2 separate regions of the Mus musculus genome follow, and region 2 is linked to region 1. The links are chromatin contacts, called in public promoter capture Hi-C maps. All regions are on one chromosome and are shown on one strand. Each heading gives the region's core, a stretch centred on a gene start, on an enhancer-like site or on the middle of the called end of the contact. The rest is flanking DNA. Distances are from core to core; before and after follow the strand shown.

Region 1 (4,067 bases), core at 885-3,384:
GGGTTGGCATCATCTTGGAGACACGTTGTGTCTGCGAAGATGTTTCCAGAGTTTTAACCCAGTTGGACCACCCTGAATCCACCCTGAATGTGGATGGTACCATCTCATGGGCTGGGGTCTTGCAGACCCCAGGAGACAAGGAGACAGTGAGCTGGTTACCAGCATCCATCTCTCTCTGCTTCCTGACTGTGGATCCTGACAGTGGAACCAGCTCCTGTGGCCATGCTTTTCCTGTCGAGATGAACCCTTAAATCCTGAGTCAAAATAAACTGTTCCTGCCTATTTTGTTTGTTTGTTTTCTGAGACAACCTGGCTTGGCGTCTTTTTTTTTTTTTTTTTTTTTTTTTTTTTTTTTTTTTTGAGACAGGGTTTCTCTGTGTAGCCCTGGCTGTCCTGGAACTCATTCTGTAGACCTGGCTGGCCTCAAACTCAGAAATCTGCCTGCCTCTGCCACCCCGGCCCCCCCCCTCGAGTGCTGGTATTAAAGGCGTGTGCCACCATGCCCAGCTCTGGCTTGGTGTCCTATGCCTTTAATCCCAGCACTCAAGAGGCAGGAGAAACTCTGAGTTCAAGGCCAGCCTGGTCTACAAAGTGAGTTCCAGGACAGCTTGGGCTACACAGAGAAACCCTGTCTCAAACAAACAAAACAAATCTAAACAAACAAAAAACCCCAAAGAGTTTAAGTCAGCCTAAGGCATGTATGGAAATCTCAAAAATAATTAGATGGTTTCACCATTGTACATGGTGTTCTGGCTTCTAGAACATTCTCCACTTGATCTTAGCCAAAAGGCCGAGAAGCAATTAGAACATTCTCTTCCACCGCAACCCCACTCATGTAGTCAAATCCTTCTCACCTCAGCCTCCAGGTCTTTCACTCAACCGTCTCTTTCAGATATGCCATCTTAGAAGATCCAGGATTGGGTCCGCTTCTATGCTTTGAAGTTTTGTTTTTTTTTTTTTTTTTTTTTTTTTAAGTATTGGTATTTGCTCCATCTGGAGCAGAACTGGCAAGGATTCTTGCACCTCGGACCTTTGCATACAGTAGATCCTCAATTAACAAAGGCTCGAGCTTGCAGGCAGAGAAGATAGGATTATAACCTTCAGAAAGGCTTTTCCCAAGCAGAGCAGATTGCTACTACCTTAAAGCAAGTGTAGACGCAGCGTGGACTTGGCTGGTTGTGTCTGGTGCGCCGTGCCAGCTGCGCTGTGCCTGTTGAGTGGTGCCGGGTGTGCTGTGGCTTGTGTGTTGTGCCTGGTGTGTTGTGTTTGGTGTCCTGTGCCTTGTGTGGCAAGCCTGGCATTCTGTGCCTGGCATGCTGTGGCTTGTGTGTTGTGCCTGGTGTGTTGTGTTTGGTGTCCTGTGCCTTGTGTGGCAAGCTTGGCATGCTGTGCCTGGCTTGATGTGCCTGGTGTGCTGTGCTTGAAGTGCTGGGCCTGCTATGGTGTCTCTGGTTTGCTGTGCCTGAGGTGCTGTGCCTGGCATGGTGTGACTGGCGTGGTGTGGCTGGTGTGGTTTGCCTGGTGTGGTGTCTCTGGCGTGCTTCGCCTGGCTTGGATTGCCTGGTATGCTGTGCCTGGTACGGTTTGCCTGGCTTGGTGTGTCCGGTGTGTTGTGCCTGGTGTGTTGTGCTGGGCGTGATGTGCCGGGTGTGCTGTGACTGGCGTGATGTAGTTGACAAGCTGTGACTACCGTGCTGAGCCTGGCGTGGTTTGGCTGCTGTACCGCGCCTGCGGTAGTGTGCCTGGCCCGCTGTGGCTGATGAGCTGTGCCTGGCCTGGAATGGCTGGCGTGTCATGGCTGCCTCCTTCCTTTGAAGTTGTTTCCTTTTGTTCCTCATCTGTTTTTTTTGTAGAATTTTTTTGAGGGGTAATAGTATGTCTTCCATCTGGAGTTGTTGCGCCTGGGGTGCCATGCCTGCCAATGTATACGGAAAGCATCAACAGATTAATCCGCTTAGGTTCAAAATTTGGGAAGACACCAGGCAGATGGAGAAACAGGACTTCAGGTGGCAAGGTGGGAAGCCACACTGGGGGGGCCCCTGGGAGGCTGAGCCCCAGCGGGAACCTCCAGGGGCCCTCGGGAATCTCCTAAACAAGCTACAATCCAGCTGATGCCCCTGCCACACCCGGACCAGCAGGCAGGAATTTGCCCCTGTGACCTCCCCAGGCACACTCCTGTCACCATGGCGACCGGCTTAGGGAACAAGCGGCCTGATTGTCCCTGCCCAGCAGGGCAGGTGAAACCCTGGCCACGTGACCGATACTGAGCCAGGTGCGGTTAGGAAGACACTCGCTGCCTCCAGCCTTAACCCGTTCGACTCCCGGTCGCCGCCAGGGTGCAGTGTCTCTACCTCCCAGCCTGCCATGCACACGCATACCACACACACACACACACACACACACACACACACCACACTTCTTTGGGTCTAGAGGGCCCTAAATGAAATCTGGGAAGGAATCCAACCTGAGCCACACTAGTGACTGGAGCTGGGTAACTTCCGCCTTTCTCCATTTCTTTGTTTCCTTCAGTGTAAAATAAGAATGGACTGAGAGAGATGGTTCAGCGGATGCCTTGAATTCGGTCCTTGGGACCTACACGGAAGGAGAGAACTGATCCCCACTTGTCCTCTGACTCCACACTGCCGGCTACACATATACAGACACACAATAAGTCAAAATATTTTTAAAAAGAAAGAAAAGAAAAGAAAAGAAAAGAAAAGAAAAAAGAAGGAAGGAAGGAAGGAAGGAAGGAAGGAAGGAAGGAAGGAAGAAAGAAAGAAAGAAAGAAAGAAAGAAAGAAAGAAAGAAAGAAAGAAAGAAAGAAAGAAAGAAAAAGGAAATAAGGATTAGGCTCATCTCAGTATAATCCCGGGGTCTAGGAGCTCTGGCTCAGTAGCCCATCTGAGTTGCGAAGCCAACCAATGCAAACTCCCTGGTTTGGCCCACAAGCTGGGAAAGGGTGGGCAGCTCTGGAATGACCTTTCCCCAACATGCCACCCCCAGAGTCCTGCCACGGAGCTTGACCCCCTTCTTTGCCCCGCCCACAACTTTCTCTGGAATGTTCACTTGGGACCTTCAAACCAACAGGTTTTTCAGCTTGCCAGGCTCAGCCTTGAGCGAGCCATGTGACCACAATGCTTTGAGGGCCAGGACTATGTATGTCCTCAACGCCACTCCTGACACCAGATCTGGGCTATTTGGCTTTTGGGCATGTGGTCAAAGGTCGTGTGCCAGGCTGGGGTGAGCTGGCTAGACAGAAGGTTGACTGGTCAGAAACTCTTTAACAACACTACCTTTTCCCAACAGAACTATGAACCCTTTCACTCTGTGGACTGGTGAGATGGCTCAGTGGATAAAGGCACTTGCTGCCAAGTTTATTGATGTGAGTTCAATTCCTGGAACCCACATAGAGACAGAGAACAGACTCCCTCAAGTTGTCTTCTGACCTCTACATGCATGCTGTGACACCTGTACAACCACACAAATGGACAGACACAGAGGACACACACAGGAGGGGGAGAGAAATACAGAGATACACAGAGACATAATAAATATATAAAATAAATAATAAATAATATTTATTTATAATAAATAAATAAAAAGGAAGTTTAGGTGGGTGGGGTGGTACATGCCTTTAATCCTAGCATTCAGGAAACAAACAGATCTCTGTGAGTTGGAGGCCAGCCTGGTCTACAGAGCAAGTTCCAGGACAGCCAAGGCTATGAAACAAAACAAAACAAAAACCTGTCTCAAAAACCAAAAATTCCTATAAAAATATCTCTAAGGATCCTTCCCAGAACTTGGTCTGAAATCTCAGCATTCAGGAGGCTTGAGGCAGGAGAACTGCTGTGAGATCGAGGCCAGCATGGATTATATAATGAGTTTCAGGGCAGCCTGGGCTACAGGACCAGACTCTATCTTTAAAAAAAAAAAAAAAGGAAAAGAAAAAAGAAAAAAAGGAGTTACAGAGACAAAGTTTGGAGCTGTGACGAAAGGATGGACCATCTAGAGACTGCCATATCCAGGGATCCATCCCATAATCAGCTTCCAAACGCTGACACCATTGC
Region 2 (4,067 bases), core at 435-2,934, 2.6 Mb after region 1:
CACCAGTTAGAGGCCAGCTAGAACTATAGGAGACCTTGTCTCTGAAAGCCAGTCTCCCTCTTTTCCTTTAGGTCACCATGCCACCCACATTGAGAAAAAAAGACTGAAATTATGGGGCCATGTTAGCCACAGCTACAGCCACATTGGTAAGCTGTGGAGGCACCCAAGAGGGAAGGGGGATGCTTAGTGGCATGCCTCACCACAGGATTAACCTTGGAAGAGCCGAGGCGATTAAGGGTGTTGGGATGCCTGTTTTCTAATGACTAGAAGCCACACAGGGAGGTTCATTAAACGCTAACATTCTTCTAAAAGCAAATCTCAAAGGAAAAAAAAATATTCTTTTACTATTATCTCTCACATCTGGGACTCCTTCCTGTATCTCAAGAAGTTTTCTGGGGTTTTTTTGTTTGTTTGTTTGTTTGTTTGTTTGTTTTTGTTTTTAAAAAAGGTTAGTTTGGAGTTATGTAGTCCAGGCTTGCCTGGAATTGACCTCGAAGTCCCGATCCTTCTGCCTCCTCTTTTTAAGAACTGTCACGACAGGCTCATGCCACCACACCCAGCTTCAAATAAGAGGTTTCCAATAGACAAAGTCTGTTATGAAAGTATGTGTGGGGGAGTTCTACTGGAGGTCTGAGATTTGTCCAGCTTCCCTTTCCTCATTTATAAAAAACCCGAGGTCTTAGCCGGGCGGTGATGATGCACGCCTTTAGTCCCAGCATTCGGGAGACACAGGCAGGAGGAGCTCTTGAGTTCAAGGCCAGCCTGGTCTACAGAGCAAGTTTCAGAACAGCCAGGGCTACACGGAGAAATAAATCCTGTCTCGGAAAAGCAACAAACAAAAAACCCCCAAAGATCTTGTTCTAGAGGCCATGAGATCCTTCGTAGTCTCTAAAGTTTGGTCTGGCCATCACAAGTCTTCTCCAGGGGGACTTTGGCAGGTCTGACGACTTTCCCTCTCTGAACTGGAAACCCCCTCACCGGTCATCCCCAGCATTCCCATTAGGGACTCAAGACTGCGCAGGAGGAAATGGTCCCTTCTGTTGAGACAACAGCCTGAGTGCTGAGTGGGGCATCCCTCGCCCTTCCTCACTTCTCGGATGCTGGTTTGCTCCCCAGTAAGCACAGCTAGTACCCAACCCTAACCCTGCACTGTCAGGCCGCCCAGCGCGCGCCTTTTACGATCTTTACCTGCGTCTCAAAAATTCTAGCTCACCCACCTCCTTCTGTCTAGCGAATGGAGCACCTCCTAGCCCATGCTATTGGTAGGCAGAACCGTCCCTCAGAGAAGAGGCCGGGACAGGTTCCTTTTGTAGGTTCTAATTGGTCTTCTTCACAGTCACTCGCCTGAATCTAGATTGCAATTGGTCTTGGTTGAAAAAGCAGGTTTGTGGTCTCTGGGTCTCTAATACCCTAAAGTTGAGACCTGTAGTCCCCGCCTCCTGGGCGGGTCTCATTGGCTCCATCTCCAGCCTCGAGAGTTGTGATTGGATGTCGCTGCGCGGGGCGGGCCGACCAGGAACCGCGGCCGTTGGCGGGGTGCTCCTCTTCACCCCTCCCTTCCCTCAGTGTAATCTAGAATTGAGAGGCTCCACCCCCTGCCGTTTTCTGATTGGGCACTTCTAACGCGTCTCTGGTTCATGATTGGTCCGCGGAGTTCCTGACCCTCGCTTCCTCCCTTCAGTGGGGACTACGGCGGCTCCGAGGAGGGGGAAGGGCGAGAAGGGCCGGCCGGTGCCGTCAGTCAGGCAGGGGGAGCCGCCGAGAGCGGATGGCGGCAGCAGTAGCGGGCCCACTCGCCGCCGGGGGTGAGGAAGCTGCAGCTTCAGTGTCCTTGCCAGGGTCTCCTGGTCTACCTGGGAGCCGTAGCGCAGAACGAGCCCTAGAGGAGGCTGTGGCCACCGGGACCCTGAACTTGTCCAACCGGCGTTTGAAGCACTTCCCCCGGGGCGCGGCCCGCAGTTACGACTTGTCAGACATCACCCAGGCTGGTGAGTTGCGCTGGTGCCCAGAGAGCAGGGGACCCATACTGGACTGCGACCCTCATTTGCATAGCCCCGCCTCGCGTTCGATTGGGCCCACCCCTTCACCTGGCAGTCTTGAACGCTCGCCCCTTGGGATTGGCATTGAGCCCGCGACCTCCCCTCCCCTGTGTAAGAACCACTGGACAATGAGTTCGCTTCAAGAGTGCACAGAACACTTTTGGCCGAGCTCTAGGAGACTCTTCCCCTTTATTTGCATATTGCGCACCTGTAGCATGGTCCCGCCCCTCACCTGGTTGGCTTCTTCAACCCTAGATCTGATCAACCCTTAAAGCAAACTTCCATGTAGAATCTATCATTAATCGCTACATTTTCACCCTTTTAGTCGTTTCCAACGTCTTTCTCACCCGTCCACCACAATCCCAACAAGCCCCGTTATCTCTTTCCTAAAGGGTCGCTCCTAACAACCCGACGTTTCTGCTTGCTTTTCCGTAGTCTCCCCAAGTCCCAGCCCCTCTCCGCCGTCCACCCCAGCCTATCTATGTGAAAGAAGTGAATCTCTCGCCCTTAACTTTCCACCCATTATCCCCCTATCCCCTTTCTCTTCTTCCTGGTTTTATGAGGTCACTGTGGAGTTTGTGATCTCATAGGAACCCTACAATTCTGCTTTCCCCTTAGGGGAGAAACTTGAGGCAGCTTGCTGAAAGGAAGGACATTGTATCTCTTAGCTAGGAGTGCTGACCTCCTGGAGACTCTCCAGTCCCTGCCCTCAGGACCCCTCTAATCATGTCCACCCCACCCTGGTGTGTGTGTGTTTGGGATCCCACTAATCATGGACACTCTACCCTTGGGTCTGCTATGGCCAGGCACTGGGGACTGTACTATGACAGGTGAGTCAGGCTGCTTAGGAGGCAGCCTATGAACTTGGGCTGGCAGCTGAGGGCGGGGAATCACAACAGAGGGCTACATTCCGGGAGCCCCACCCCAGTCTGGGCTGGAGTGTTAGGGCCCCTTCTGCTCCTCTCATCTGGTCCAGGGCTGGATCAAGCTGGATCAAAGAACACATTGCTCCAGTAGGTTCCTGCCCACCTGCAATTGTACCAGGCTGGCTGGGGCACAATCTCCTCTTACAGCTCTGGAGAGAAAAAGTTTAAATCTCTCTGTTTTTAAATGCTTTTTCCCTACACAGTTGAATGAGTCCTGGGAATGGGTGAGCCCCAGGAGCCATGCTTACCCCTCCTAGGTCCCCCCAGCCCCCCAGCTCCAGATTGACCTCAGCAGCTGTGTGACACTGGCCGTCTGTTCCCTTTCCCCTCCCCCTCTTGCTTGTTTTGTGACCAAGACCAAATGTTTTTCTTTACTTCCTCAGGGCTCTGTCTCAGTGAGTGGACTCTTGGGAAAACTACCAAGCCCTCCCAGCCCCTCCTAGCTCCTGCCCCAACCCAATCTCCTCCTTCAACATTCCGGCCCAGGGTGCAGCTAGGGCTCCCCCGGGTGCAGGCTCACTGTGTGCTGAAGTGGGAAATCCCCTCTCTGCCTTCTCCAGTCTTGTTGGAGCCCAGGTTCTAGGCAGGTGGGTTCCATTATGTCCAGCCATCGTCCTCTGTCTTCTCGCTCCAAGCTGGGAGCTCCTAGCCTGGGAGGGCGTGTGTGTATGACAGAAACCCAGAATTGCCTGGTGCCCTGTCCTCTGCCTCCCCTTACCCTCCAACCTAGACTAAGTGCTTCAGCATTGTGCTGCTGGGTTAGTGTGTCTCCTGCTCGCTGTCTTTCCTGAATGTTCCCTCCGTGGAGGGAACCAAGGATTGTGTTCCCGTGACCTGCTAGTAGAGACCTGGGTTGGGGCAGGGCAAGTTCTAGCAAAGGAGAAGTGTCGATCACTCTCCCACAGACCACATCCTGTGCCCCTGAGCCCTGCCTCCTCCAGCCTGGGCTGCTTCCGCCCCTGACTTCTGCTCCTCTACTCTTTACCCAATCCCAGTTTGGTCTGCACTCCTATGCATGCATGCATAACACTTATGCATTTGTGAGCACAAAGGGAAGAGGCAGGTGTTGGGCATGGGTGGAGGACCAGATGCGGGCCTCCCA

The links. Capture Hi-C pulls out chosen DNA fragments and counts their contacts.
Region 2: a contact with region 1 is called in a promoter capture Hi-C map of adipose tissue. The contact joins the promoter of Lrch4 here to the promoter of Wbscr25 in region 1. A contact is called at or near these places in 1 of 39 promoter capture datasets (embryonic stem cells) and 2 of 9 other capture datasets (adipose tissue and liver).

The regions. Positions count from the first base shown.
Region 1 is chr5:134,999,216-135,003,282 of GRCm38.p6, forward strand. Wbscr25 (Williams Beuren syndrome chromosome region 25 (human)) reads right to left here and starts at 2,135. Exons shown (of 5, transcript NR_026907.1): 1 at 855-2,135. LOC115490310 (a small nuclear RNA gene) reads right to left here and starts at 802; the gene lies at 620-802.
Region 2 is chr5:137,627,439-137,631,505 of GRCm38.p6, forward strand. It overlaps Lrch4 (leucine-rich repeats and calponin homology (CH) domain containing 4), which reads left to right and starts at 1,685. Exons shown (of 18, transcript NM_146164.2): 1 at 1,685-1,988. The coding sequence starts at 1,769. Gm20605 (predicted gene 20605) reads left to right here and starts at 1,685. Exons shown (of 22, transcript NR_033148.1): 1 at 1,685-1,988.